Regions from separate parts of the Macaca mulatta genome. Here region 1 is linked to region 2. The links are chromatin contacts, called in public Hi-C maps. All regions are on one chromosome and are shown on one strand. The core of a region is the stretch at or near the end of the contact, and the rest is flanking DNA. Distances in the headings are between cores, read along the strand shown.

What was found. Hi-C and Micro-C count contacts between places; a contact is called where the count stands out from the background.
Region 1: a Hi-C map of fetal cortical plate shows a contact between it and region 2, with 3 times the contacts expected there. The contact joins the promoter of BAHCC1 here to the promoter of LOC144335570 in region 2. A contact is called at or near these places in 10 of 14 Hi-C or Micro-C datasets (blood, cortical neurons, fetal cortex germinal zone and 6 more).

Annotation. Positions count from the first base shown.
Region 1 is chr16:91,095,222-91,101,759 of T2T-MMU8v2.0, forward strand. BAHCC1 (BAH domain and coiled-coil containing 1) reads left to right here and starts at 3,860. Exons shown (of 28, transcript XM_077973176.1): 1 at 3,860-4,036. It overlaps LOC114673206 (a long non-coding RNA gene), which reads right to left. Exons shown (of 2, transcript XR_003723911.2): 2 at 6,225-6,538.
Region 2 is chr16:91,053,201-91,059,457 of T2T-MMU8v2.0, forward strand. LOC144335570 reads right to left here and starts at 3,667. Exons shown (of 8, transcript XM_077971062.1): 1 at 3,572-3,667; 2 at 1,563-1,634; 3 at 1,090-1,258; 4 at 667-856; 5 at 450-512. The coding sequence starts at 3,667. It also overlaps the pseudogene LOC144335571.

The DNA.
Region 1 (6,538 bases), core at 2,610-5,109, 42 kb after region 2:
TGCACAAGTGTGTGTATGCATTCAAGTGTGATGTGTGAGCCGGCCTGCCAGGTGTAGAAGCGCAGCTAGTTATGTGGGGTGGGGGGTTTATCTTCTACCCAGGCCAGAGGGCAAACCTGGAGTGATGTCTGCCAGGCCCATGGCAGTGACCCCAGATCCTGCTGGAGAGGGATCAAGGTGGGGTTCAAGGCCACTCCTGGCACTGTTCCAGGCCCCACTGGCTGTCCACAGGCCCAGCCTCACTTGCAGTCCACTCATCTGTAAAGCTGCAGGAACTTGGGAGACCTGGGCACTCCAGCATCAAGACTGACCGTGGGTTTATTATCCCCTCTCTTTTCTTCCTCCTGTCCCCTCCCTGGTCCTCTCCCCAGTGGAAGGCGCGTCTGCAGATCCCCACACCATGTTCCTCTAAAATTAAAAACATTTGTTAGCTCTGGACAGCAGGAAGAGTAAAAAAGGAAACCAGGGAGGTTTCCTCCAAGCAGATCGCCAGCCTGAGCTCCCGGCGGCCCAAGTCTTCCAGGAGAACTCGGGAGCTTATTTTGGTATTGCGGGAGCTGCCCAGCGGCCAGGCGCCCGTGCTGGGCAGCTGCCAGCCCCTCTCCACCGAGTCCAGCAGACCCGTCTGCAGTTATTTGCTGTAACAACTGTTTTGAAACAGTATTGAAAAAAAAAACAAAAAGCCCACTACAATTTGTTTTAAGTGAACACTGGGGGAGGAGGAGGCAGAAATGGGGAGGAAGGAGAAGGGCAGGGAGCCTCTGCACTGCTCTGGAAGGCGCACTCAATGCCTCGGGGCCTTTGCCCGCCCGAGCAGCCTCTCTGGGGGACACGAAGGGGCCAGCACTTGGGGGATGTGAAGCCAGTGCTCATCCTAGGAATCTGGTGAGGCTGAGCTAGAAGGGTCTAAACTAGCTTCAGGAGATAGGGGCCACGCACCTGTGAGCTACTCTCTGCCCTCCCATGTTCCTGGCAGTGGGCATTTCTCGGATGGTGAACGATGACTGGGGATGGGGGCAGGCAAGCTGAGGGTCCATCCTTCAGGCTCCAGGACCCTAGAACAATCTGCCCAAGGGGGAGGGGAGGCTGGTTTAGGGGCTCTGTGGGGCCTTTCCAGCCACTCTCCTTGCAACACATTCTGGAGGGGACCAGGACTCCCAGGGGCTTGAGGCCTCCCTTTCCCCGACAGGTCGGTTTGAGGTGGAGCCCCTGCCCTGACGCGGCGAGCTCAGAGCAAGTCCTGGGAAACCACGGTGTTCTCTTTGTTGGAGCCAAGGTTTTTCTCATCTACATATTTTCCTATATTAAAAAATTCAAATGAGGCTTTAAAAATTAACTTGAAAAAGGTTCCTGATCCGGAAACAAGCTCATCGGAGGCAGTGATGGGAACTCGGATCCTTAGGAGAGTAGGAAACGCGCCGTCTGTGAGGGGCGCCCTGCGTGGACCCGGGGCCTCGGGGCGCGTCTACCCACCCGAGCCAGGAGAGACTGGGCCCCACGGTGTCAGCCCTGGGCCCGGGCCCGCGCGCCGCTTCCAGCTCGCGCCTCCTCCATCCCCGGAGGGTTGCGCGGGTCCCCGGCGACCCGTCCCTGTGCAAGGTCCGGGAACCTTCCCCTCCCCTCCTTTCCCAAGAGCCATTTCTCCGGAGCCGGGCCGGCCGTCCTCGGTGTACGCGGGAAGCGGGCAGCCTCCGCCTGCACCCGCGGGGCTGGGACCCAGAGGCGCCCGATTCCCCAACACACTCACTGGGGCCGCTACTCCAGCCTCCCGATGCCACGGCCAAAGCCCGGGGGTCGGCGCCAAGCACACCCCCAGCCGGCGACCGCGCCCAGGGACCTAATTCAATCGTCCCCGCCTTAATGAATAGCCGCGCGCTAATCTCATCTCCGCGCGCAACGGGGATTTACGCTTCCCGACTCTGCCCCTCGGGCCCCGCGGCCCGCCAGACGTCGCTTCCGAAGGCGCCGGCCTGGGGCCTGGCCAGGGGCTCGGTCGCAAGGGGTCCCGGCCGCCGGAGCCGGGAGACGCCGGAGCCGGGACCCGGGCCTGCGCGACCGCCACTCCCGAGCCAGCCGGGGCGGGCCCCGCGCCTTGTCCTGAGCCCCCGGCCCGGCCCGCGGAGCCCTGGCGCTTACCTGCGAGCCCCGGGCTCTCCGGAGCTCCCTTCCCGGCCGCGCCGCCCAAAGCCGGCGCCGGCGCAGGCCCCGACTCAGGCAGGCGGGAAATCCCGAAGTCCCCACCCGCGGCCCGCAGCCCCCCACCCCAGGTCGGCGTGGCCTGCGGGGGGGAAGGCCGGCCGGGGCCGGCCGCCCGCTTCCCCTTTCTCTCCAGATTCCTTTGATCCGCGGGTTCTCCGCCGCACCTCGGCTCCCGGGCTGCCCGGGTCGGCCCGCGGGGATCCTGGAAACGGTCCCCAGCTTATCTCCTTTCATCAAGCGGCCTTGGGCCGCCTTGAAACCGCGGAGCCAGTAATTGCTTTTTTCAGGAGGCCCAGTGCGGACTGGACAACAGCCAATCAGCGCCTTGTTTACACTCGGTGATGGACAGTCCGCTGGCGGAGTGCCAACCAATCCCAGCGGTCCCGCGGGAACGGGAGTGGGGGCGGGGAAACAGAGAGACAGCAGGCTTTGAGTTTAACTCTTTCGTGTCCCTGCTGGAATGAGACGGTGGAGAATTTCGAATGCGTGTGAATCTGTCATTTGGCTTCTAGTTTAAATATCCTTTTTTCCCCCAGAGGGGGAGGCAGAGATTCACAGGGAGAAAGAGGAGCAAAAATAAATGTATCCATCGCCACTAAGACATCACCTCGACTCCCTGAGAATAAATAGCATTTGGGTGGGAAACCAAATTCTAACAGAAATATTTGTTTGCAGAATATTTTAGAAGTGGTTTGCATCTGATTACGATAAAAATTGTTCAGTAGCTTGCTTTAGTTGGAGTGAGGATTTAGCAGATATGCAGACAGGGAGCAGCATTGAGAAATACTATACATGGTTTACCACACCATATCCCCTTCCCCCCTTATCGAGCTGAAAATATTTTTTAAATCTAGGTGTAGATGAAGAAAGGGCAATCCTTGTCTTCTCAATAAATCCCTGATTTTCATTTTAGTAGTTGCTCTGTTGCAAAGTGTGGCAGAGGGAGATAAAATTGAGAGCCACTAATGTAGACGGCTGGAGACTCAGAACTCACTTCCCAGGGTCTGATCCCCAGGTCAGGGGGAGGAGAGGGCCGGGCGGGCTATTCAAAGCTTGTACTGCCCAAGCAGCGGACGTACGTGGATCTGTGAGCTCGGGTCCGGGCAGGCAGCAGCCTCAGAGCGGTAGATGGGCCAGGCAACCTGGGGAGGCCTCTGGGCTTGGAGGTCTGGCCTACCTGCCACCTGCCAGACAGATCGCAGGGAGAAAAAGTAGCTACTTTTAAGGGGTGGTGGTATTTCTTCCTTTGGCCTTCTGTGCGGCAGAAGCCAAACGTTAGACCTGCTGGATTAAACATATATGTGTGTGTGTGTGTCTGTGTCTGTGTATACGCCTCCCCCTCCGCCGGGACACGCGCACTCGCTGGTTCCAGCTCCCTCTCCTGCCCTGCGCCACCACATTCCCATTCAGCAGCAATGATCTGCGCAGAGGAGCTGCGCAGTCGCCGGGCTTGAATTAGGCGCCATCGGGCTTGGTAGTAGCCCCGCTGCTTCCTGATTGGCAGCTCCCTGGCCCGGCGCCAGCCTATTGGGAGGCCTGTTTACGCCGAATGAGTGGCACGAGCTCCCGGCCGCGGAGGGCTGCGCGGCCAATCAGCGCGCTGGCTGCTCCGGGCTGAGTGGCACGAGCTTATTAGTATGCAGGGCCCGTGGCTCGCGGCGCCAGGCTGCAGGTTTGAGAGCCGCTCTGGATGGGCTCGCTAGAGTCGTTGTTGTGGAAGCGGTGCATTTACAGTGCAACAGTCAGCACATTGAAAATACCAATAGGAATACAAAACAAAGTCACATTTACTGATTTAATTGTATTGCATTCAGTTGTATCCAGGAAACAGCCTCCAGTAAGTAACTGAAATTGCTTTCATTTTTTTTTGTTTTTGTATTTTTATTATTATTTTTTATTCTGGCTTTGGGGTTTTACATTTTTTTTTTTTTTAGCAAAAGAAATTCAGGGTTGTGATGTTAAGAAATATATACCTTCCCTTTTAACAAAATCCGTTAAAATGTCGAAGCTTTTTTTTCTTAAAAAATATGGACTATATAAGCGATTTTTTTCTCTGAAAAATCTTATCGATCGGTTTAAAATTCCCCCCGTAATGCGTCCTTGCTTTGCTCTGAACGCTTGTTGTCTCGATCGACACCCAGCATTAAAAATAAATACTCGAGACAGGACAGGGACCGCCAGGCTGCGTCTGGCGCGAGCCGCGCGGGTGGCACCGGGCGGACAGTCGGCGAAGTCCGGGCGCCGCCAGCGTGCTCCCAGCTTTGGGTGACCCACGAACGAACCCCTACTATTCGCTCCCCTACCCTGCTCCCCTCCCCGGAGCAGTCCTGAGTTGGCCCCGCCCGGTCGGTCCGCGGCTAGGGGAACCGGCCGGCTCGTGGTACCCACGGCCGCTGCCCTGAAGGGCCTTCCGGGCCGAAGCTAGGGGCCGGGGAGGGAAACGGTCATGGCGAGTTTTTCGGTCTTCGTTCCCATTTCAGAATTTTTTTTTCGGAGAAGGGGTGGAGGAGGGGGGCCGAGCGAGGCTGGCGCAGCGGGGCGTTATCACCGTGCGTTCGGGACAGCGCGCGGGGCTCGGGTCACGGCCCGTGTGGCGGGGCCCGCGGGCTGGTTTTCCTCAGGCGCGCGGGTCAGGCGCGACCCTAGTTCTCATGACTCTCCTCGGGAGCGGGTGCGGCTGTTTCGCAGGGAGCGGGTTCTGCGGCGGCGGCCGAGCCACTAGCGCCCCCGGGCGCGCCAGGTCCCAGCCCGGCCTGCAGGCCCCACCGCGCCCGCGCTCCCGGAGACGGCGCCGGAGGGAGGCAGACGGGTCGGAGTCCGGGTCTCCGACAGGCGGGCGAGGAGAGAGCGGGTTTTTAGATGCAAAAGCAGAAAACAAAGCAAACCTGTAGAAGCCCCAGATCCTGGAGCGCGCCAGCCACGCCTGCGGCCGCGGGAAGAGGGACCCGCGGCTCCGGGGTCACGCCCTGCCTTCCCGGGAAGGAGCCCTGTGCTCCGAGGTTCAGCTCTTCCCGAAATGCCCTCGTCAGCGATTCTCCGCCCGCCCGGGGTCCTCTGCCCGCCATCACTTTTCGCTCCGTTTCCTCCCTTAGCTCAGCCTGACCTGGCGCTGCGGCGCCGTCCTCGCGGTCCTCCTGCGCGGCCTCTCCTGGAGCTGGGCTGGGGGTGGGCCCCGGGCCTCGGCACTCGGCGGGTGGCGGCGTCGCGGCTGCGGGACTGTGGGGCTCCCAGCCCGGGCCTTGTGGCCGCCCTTCCTCGCCCCGCTTCCTGGCCTCCTCGGGCTCCCCAGGCCCCCGAAGCCCGGCGCTGGCAGACGCGGAGGCGCGGCGCGGCCTCTCCCCGGGAGGAGAGAACACAAAGAAAAGCCCCCTCCAATCCGGTCAGAGCCGTGGCGGCGCAGGCGGGCGACAGTAATCCGCCTCCTGTTTGCTTAAAAAGTCGAGCCGGCTGGTGAGAAAGGAACAATCGGGCCTGCGATCCGCCCGCAGGGGGTGCGAGATTAAAATTGCTGCTTCGTAGCCGAGCCCGCGTCCCGAGAATCGCCAGCAGCTCACGCTTTCTCAACTTTGAAATTTCTCATTGGAAAAAAAAAAAAAAAAACAAAAAAACAAAAGCACAGCACACACGACTCTCCGGAGGCCTCCAGGAAGCCTGGCACCCCCGCGTGCGCCGCCCCCAGCCCTTCTCCGGCCCTCGGCGCCTTTGAAGCTGCAGGTTTCTGACCTCCCTCTCTTTCCTTCTTTCCCTTTGTCCCGCCCGGCGCCCTCCGGAGCTCGGGAGGCACCGGCCGGTGCTGGGGGCCCCCACGTCCCTGGTCCTGCCTGGGCAGCCCCTCCCCTGACCCCAGCGCTCGCAGACCCCTCGCCAGAGTACTCTCCGGGCCCTGGCGGCCGGGCACTCGCTTTGCAGGCCGGGCTCGGAGCTTGGGAGCCGAGCTGTTTGTTAGACCGGGGGAGAGAGCTGGCGATCCCCAGAGGGAAGGGAGCCCCAAACGCCTTTGTATGTAGTTGCCAGACAAAGAGAACTCTTTGTGTAGACCCATTTATTTACAATGCAAAAGCTCTCCGAATAAATATTAAAAAAGCTTATCAGCAGAGCAAATATGTATTCACTTAATACATTATGTTTTCGGTTATAGATTAAATCAGACACAAAATAGTCTGCAAATAACACGTTTTAGAACCGGGAGCATAAAATATCGCAATTTAAAAAGGTATTCAGGAGATGGAAAACATCTTAATCGCTTTGTTGTCATGGTGGGATGGCTACAAAAACACAAGGTTTTCTGCAAAGTTCCTAATTAAGAATATCAAGCCTATCCATCTCCCTTTTGTTGGAG
Region 2 (6,257 bases), core at 2,417-4,916:
CATGGAGAAACCCCATCTCCACTAAAAATACAAAATTAGCCAGGCGTGGTGGCGCATGCCTGTAGTCCCAACTACTCAGGAGGCTGAGGCAGGAGAATTGCTTGAACTGAGGGGGCGGAGATTGTGGTGAGCCGAGATTGTGCCATTGCACTCCAGCCTGGGCAACAACAAGAGTGAAACTCTGTCTCAAAAAAAACAAAAACAAAAAAACTTGTAAGTCTATTATAACCAGGAGGGATAAGAAGGGTGCCCTCCGTGGCCCAGAAATCTGGAGGAGTCGTGGGGAGACAGGGGTGGGGGACATTGCTCTGGCTGGAGGGAAGAAACGACAGCCTTGGTGCCCAGAAATGAAACCTGCTGGCAGGTGACGGCAGCTCCCAGGGGAGCCGAGGGGCCCTGGGACAGTTGTAGGGGGATGGCTGGGGGTGTCTGTGGGAGGGCAGCCTCACTCTTGGCTGAGTACACTCAGCACAGGCGGTGGACAGAGAAGAGATCCCGTTGTGGAATAACACCTAGAGGGAGCGGGGAGTCATGGGCCCCAAGCCGTCAGCCACAGTTGAGGTGCCTGACCACGTGCTGATGGACAAGCAGGGATCCCTCACAAAGCTGGGATCACCAACCCCGAGGACGCACCACAAACCAAAGAACTAACACGAGCAAACTAACCAGTGGAGAGCCGCGCTGTCCAGCGAGATTGGGTGCCCCTCGTCCTGGGCCTGGGCTAGACTGAATCCGCCAGGTTCCCTGGCAAGGGGTGTGCCCGGGTGGCCACCTGCAGTGGAGGTGACAGCAGTGACGTGTGCCTCTCCTGTGACTGGTCCAAAAGGCCCTCTGTTCACTTTCCCTTTCCCAGGGCCTGGCAACAACCAGGGTGACACAGGAAGCTTTGCTGGAGGACAACAGAGTCACCCTCAGCCTGGGGCCCTGAATGACTGGCCATTGTCAAACTGAAACCCTGCCATGGTTGTCAAGAGAGAAATCCACTTCTCTTTTGTTTAGGCATTTACACCAGTCTATGCCTTAGAGCAGTTTAACTTACAATTAGCGATTTCATCATTGGTTTTTCACTCCCCTGTAGCAGAATTTTACCTCCGTCTTCTTGCCGTGGCCTCTGGGTGGTGGGTGGGCTCTCCTCCCTTGACTTTGGACTTGGCGAGTGATGCGCTCTGGCCAGTAGGAAGGTAGCAGATTCAAAGTGGGCAAAGGCTTGGAATGTGCCAGCAAGGGCGGCCTGGTCTTCCTGCTTGCCAGGGACCCACTACAAGCAGGCCGTGCCCCAGAGAAGAATGGAGAAGGATGGAGAATGCAGACACTGACGGGGGCTCCAAGGAGAAGCGAGAAACCTGGGTGGACCTCAGCCCGGCCCACATCCCAGAACCCGGAGGCCAGGGGCTCGGCCGGGTGGACGTCGGCCCTAGCCCTGTGAGCGTGAGAATCGGCCGCCAAGCTTTGAGGTCCTCGTTATGCAGCATTGTTGTGGCAATAGCCGACTGATATGCCTGCCCCGAATCACACAGAAGTCAGTACACAGGGTGCTGGCTCGGTGGTTGGACTGGGGATACGGGAAACGGATGTGGTGAATTGGAGATGACGCCACACGTCCCTTGGTGTGCCGAGGCAAAGGCTTGGGAACGCTGGGAAGGGGGAGGAAAGAGCCAGAAGGTTAGTGCGAGGCGCCCCTTCCCTGTAGCTTGGCCACTCTTTCCAGAAAGTGAGGGCTGGTTTGCAATTAGAGTTATCCCAGAAAGATGAGACTCCCAGGCTGAAAGAGCCACGGTTTATGCCTCAAACAGTAGGAGAAAAGATGGTGGCTGTTCAAGGCCTGTCACTCAGGCAGCTCAGTCCAACAAAAGTGTGCAGGCCTGCGGCAAAGATCAGATGAAGGCTCGGGTTGCGGGGGAGGGGAGCAGATGGCTTTAATGAATCATCTGTCAGTTGGACCCACGGAAAGGCTCCGCCCATCCTAGACAGGCAGGCTTTGGGCTGGGTCTGCTCCCTGGAGACGATGGTGACTTTCTCTAACCCGAGGTGTGGAAGGAAGGGTGGGTCTCACAGATGTCTGGAGGCCAAGGGCTGGCTGGCTGCCGTCCGGCTGTCCAACAGAAGCCGTTACCCCTTCTCACGGGGCCCCTGGCTGCTCTGCACTCCCAGGCTCCCTTGCAGGAGGTGTGGCTGAGTAACTGGTGGTGTCCAACAGAATCTGGCAGAAGCAACGTGCGCCAGTTTCAGGAGTATGTGAACCTTCCAGGAGGCTTTTAGGGTTCCCCCTTCTGATGGCTGGAATGGGGACATCAGAGAGATTGTAGAAGGCAAATGTGCAAGATGACAGGGCAGCCTCCAGCCTGGGGCCCACCCAGGCCCCACCCCGCAGGAGCATTTGCTCAGGCAGGTCAGGGATAGATTAGCCGCTGGCTGGCGTGGGCAGCTATGTTTGGGGTCTGTTTGCTGCAGTTGTGTAACTTGCACTGAGCAAGAGTCTTGGAACACACAGCGTTCAAAAACAACACCAGTAATAGCTTCAGAGAGAAGAGAAAGATATTTTACTCTTTCAAAAAAGAATCTAGGGACATGAACTCAGATTTTTGCTTTTTTCCTTATAATTTTAGGTATTATTCAAAAATTTACAGAAGATTCAGAAACAATAACCAACAAAACCACATTCATGTGAACAAATAAAAATAAGCTTTGGGGCCGGGCACAGTGGCTCGCGCCTGTAATCCCAGCACTTTGGGAGGCCAAGGTGAGTGGATTGCTTGAGGTCAGGCATTTGAGACCAGCTTGACCAACATGGTGAAACCCCCATCTCTACTAAAAATACAAAAATGAGCTGGGCGTGGTGGCGGGTGCCTGTAATCCCAGCTAGTCGAGAGGCTGAGGCAGGAGAATCACTTGAACCCGGGAGGCAGAGGTTGTAGTGAGCCAAGATTGCGTCATTGCACTCCAGCCTGGATGACAAACCAAGACTCTGCCTCAAAAAATATAAAAAATAAATAAAAATAAGACTTAGGAAGACTTCCCAAAAGTCCACTGGATATCTTGGGAAATTAAAACATGGGGCATTGAAACAGGAAATCCTCAAATCGATGGGCCTCAGTTGAGCCCGAGTGAGTGGGCTGGGAGGTCCAGCCAGATAATTCAGTGGAACACAGGTCACAGGGCAGAAAGGTTAGAACGTGTGAAGGAAAAGTTCAGAAACATGGAAAACAGGCCCAGAGTTTTCTCCATCCACTGAAACGGAATTCCAGGGGAGAGGGAACGGGAGGGAGAGAATGTTAACGGAAACCAAGACACAAAACTGCCCAGAGCCGAAAAGACACTTGACGTTTTGGAACACGGGGAAAAAAGAGAAAAGTGTCAAGTGGGGAAAAAACCTGTGAGTTTAAACAAACAACAACAACAACAAAATGAAGAAGAAGTAGAGGAGAAGGAGCAGGAAGAGGAAGAAGAAGAGGTGGAGGAGGAGGAAGAAGGAAGAAAGAAGAAAGAAGAGGAGGGGAAGGAGAGAGGAAAAACATCTTCATCTGACATCACACATTGGCAAGCTGGGATTCAGACACTGTGGAGGGGGCACCTTCACGGCTCGGAGGGAAAATTTGGAGGCTCTAATTCGATGCCAGGCCCAACAGCCATTCAGTGGGGAGGAAGAACAAACACTGTTTTCGGTCATGCCAAGTGCTCAGAGAGTTTCTTTCCAACAAGTACTATCTGAAATCATTACTAGATGAGGTACCCTAGCAAAACAAAACACAAGTCCAAGAGGGAGATGAAGGATACATGGGCCATCGAGGGGCTTCATGCTGGAAACACAACTGTCTGCAAGGAGGCTCTGGATGATGCCAGCACGGGCCGTGGGAGGGGAGGAGGAGGGAGAGAAAACCGCACAGCGGCCGTGTCTTTTCAGAGGGGATCATGTACGACTGAGGAACTCTGGATGGGGTTAGGAAGAGAGAAATATAGTGCACATGTTAAACATTTAAAATAACCGGCTGGGTGTGGTGGCTCATGCCTGTAATCCCAGCACTTTGGGAGCCTGAGGTGGGTGGATCACCTGAGGTCAGGAGTTTGAGACCAGCCTGGCCAAGATGGTGAAAGCTCATCTCTACTAAAAAATACAAAAATTAGCTGGGCATGGTGTCAGACACCTGTAATCCCAGCTACTTGGGAGGCTGAGGCAAGAGAATAATTTGAACTGAGGAGGTGGAGGTTGCAGTGAACCAAGACTGTGCCACTACACTCCGGCCTGGACAAGAGCAAAACTCCATCTCAAAAAAAAAAAAAAAAAAAAAAAATTAACGTCACCACTAGATGAATAGAAATATGTAAATCTTCCAAACCATTAGAAGAAAACAATGGGACAGGCCGGGCATGGTGGCTCATGCCTATAATCCCAGCACTTTGGGAAGCCTAGGTGGGCGGGTCACCTGAGGTCAGGAGTTCGAGACCAGTTTGGCCAACGGTGAAACCTCGCCTCTACTAAAAATACAAAAATTAGCCGAGCGTAGTGATATGCGTCTGTAATCCCAGCTGCTCAGGAGACTGAGGCAGGAGAATCACTTGAACACAGGAGAGGTTGCGGTGAGCCAAGATGGCGCCACTGCACTCCAGCCTGGGCAACAAGAGCAAGACTCCGTCTCAAAAAAAAAAAAGAGAGAAAAACATGGAACAAAGAAGACTTGATGAATCTAACAAAAGCAGGAAATGGGGGCTGTCAGGCGGACAGGAACAGTAAGAAAATGTGGCAACTGAAACCCCAGAGCCAAGTGCCAGGAGGAGGCCCCATGCGGTCATCTCAACAAATGTGAACAAATCACAGTCATGCGTGAAACAACAGATACGCACGGGTTAGATAAAAATTCACAATCCACACGTGCACTGTCACTGAGGCCAACCCCAACCACCAACCCCAACCACTGCCCGCCCCAGGTGCTGGCCTCGGCCCAGTGTCCCTAACCCCACAGAAAGACCGCAGGCAGGAAGTTCATGGGGGAGCCACAGGGTACGTGGACTTGAATAGGACATTATCATCTTTTAAAAATTATTTGGAGGGCCGGGCACCGTGGCTCACACCTGTAACCTCAGCATTTTGGGAGGCCAAGGCGGGCGGATCATGAAGTCAGGAGTTAGAGACCCAGCCTGGCCAGCATGGTAAAAACCCATCTCAGCTAAAAAATACAAAAATGAGCCAGGTGTGGTGCTGCGCACCTGTAGTCCCAGCTACTCGGGAGGCTGGGGCAGAAGAAGTATCACTTGAACCCAGGAGGCGGAGGTTTTGGTGAGCAGAGATCGCGCCATGGCACTTCCAGCCTGGGTAACAGAGCAAGACTCCGTCTCAAAAAATTAAAAAAAAATTTTTTTGGGGGGGCTTGTTTGGTTTTGTGGAGTTTTTTGAGGCAGGGAGTACAGCAGCAGGATCACAGCTCATTGCAGCCTCAACCTCCCAGGGTCAAGCAATCCTCCCACTTCAGCCTCCCAAGTAGCTGGGACCAGAGGGTTTGAGCCACTACACCCAACTAATTTTTCGTGTTTGCTGTGTAGAGATGAGGTCTTGCTGTGTTGTCCAGGCTGGTCTGAAACTCCTGGCCTCAAGTGATCCTCCCTTCTTGACCTCCCAAGGTGCTGGGATTACAGGTGTGAGCCACCACACCCCGTCCCACTTTTCTTTTTTTTTTTTTTTTTTTGCTAATCAACCCCAACTCATTATTCATTTTCACTGATCTCTAACTAAAATTTGACATTCCCTTCAGAGATGAATGTACAACGTAACTGAAATAACTAAAATGACTCCAATCATGCTGTGATCGTTGCAGATATCATTTTTTTGAGACGGAGTCTTGCTTTGTCACCCAGGCTGGAGTGCAGTGGTGCCATCTTGGCTCATTGCACCCTCTGCCTCCCGGGTTTAAGTGATTCTGCTGCCTCAGCCTCCCAAGGAGCTGGGACTGTAGGCGCACGCCACCACTTCTGGCTTATTTTTGTATTTTTAGTACAGATGGGATTTTACCATGTTGGCCAGGATGCTCTTGATCTCCTGACCTCATGGTCCATCCGCCTCGGCCTCCCAAAGTGCTGGGGTTACAGACGTGAGCCACCGCGCCTGGCCAGCCACGCTGGTCTTAAACTCCTGATCTCAAGTAATCCACCTGCCTTGGCCTTCGAAGTGCTGGGATTACAGGCATCAGCCACCACACCCGGCCACAGATATCTTTTTTTTTTTTTTTTTTTTTTTTTTGAGACGGAGTCTTGCTCTGTAGCCCGGG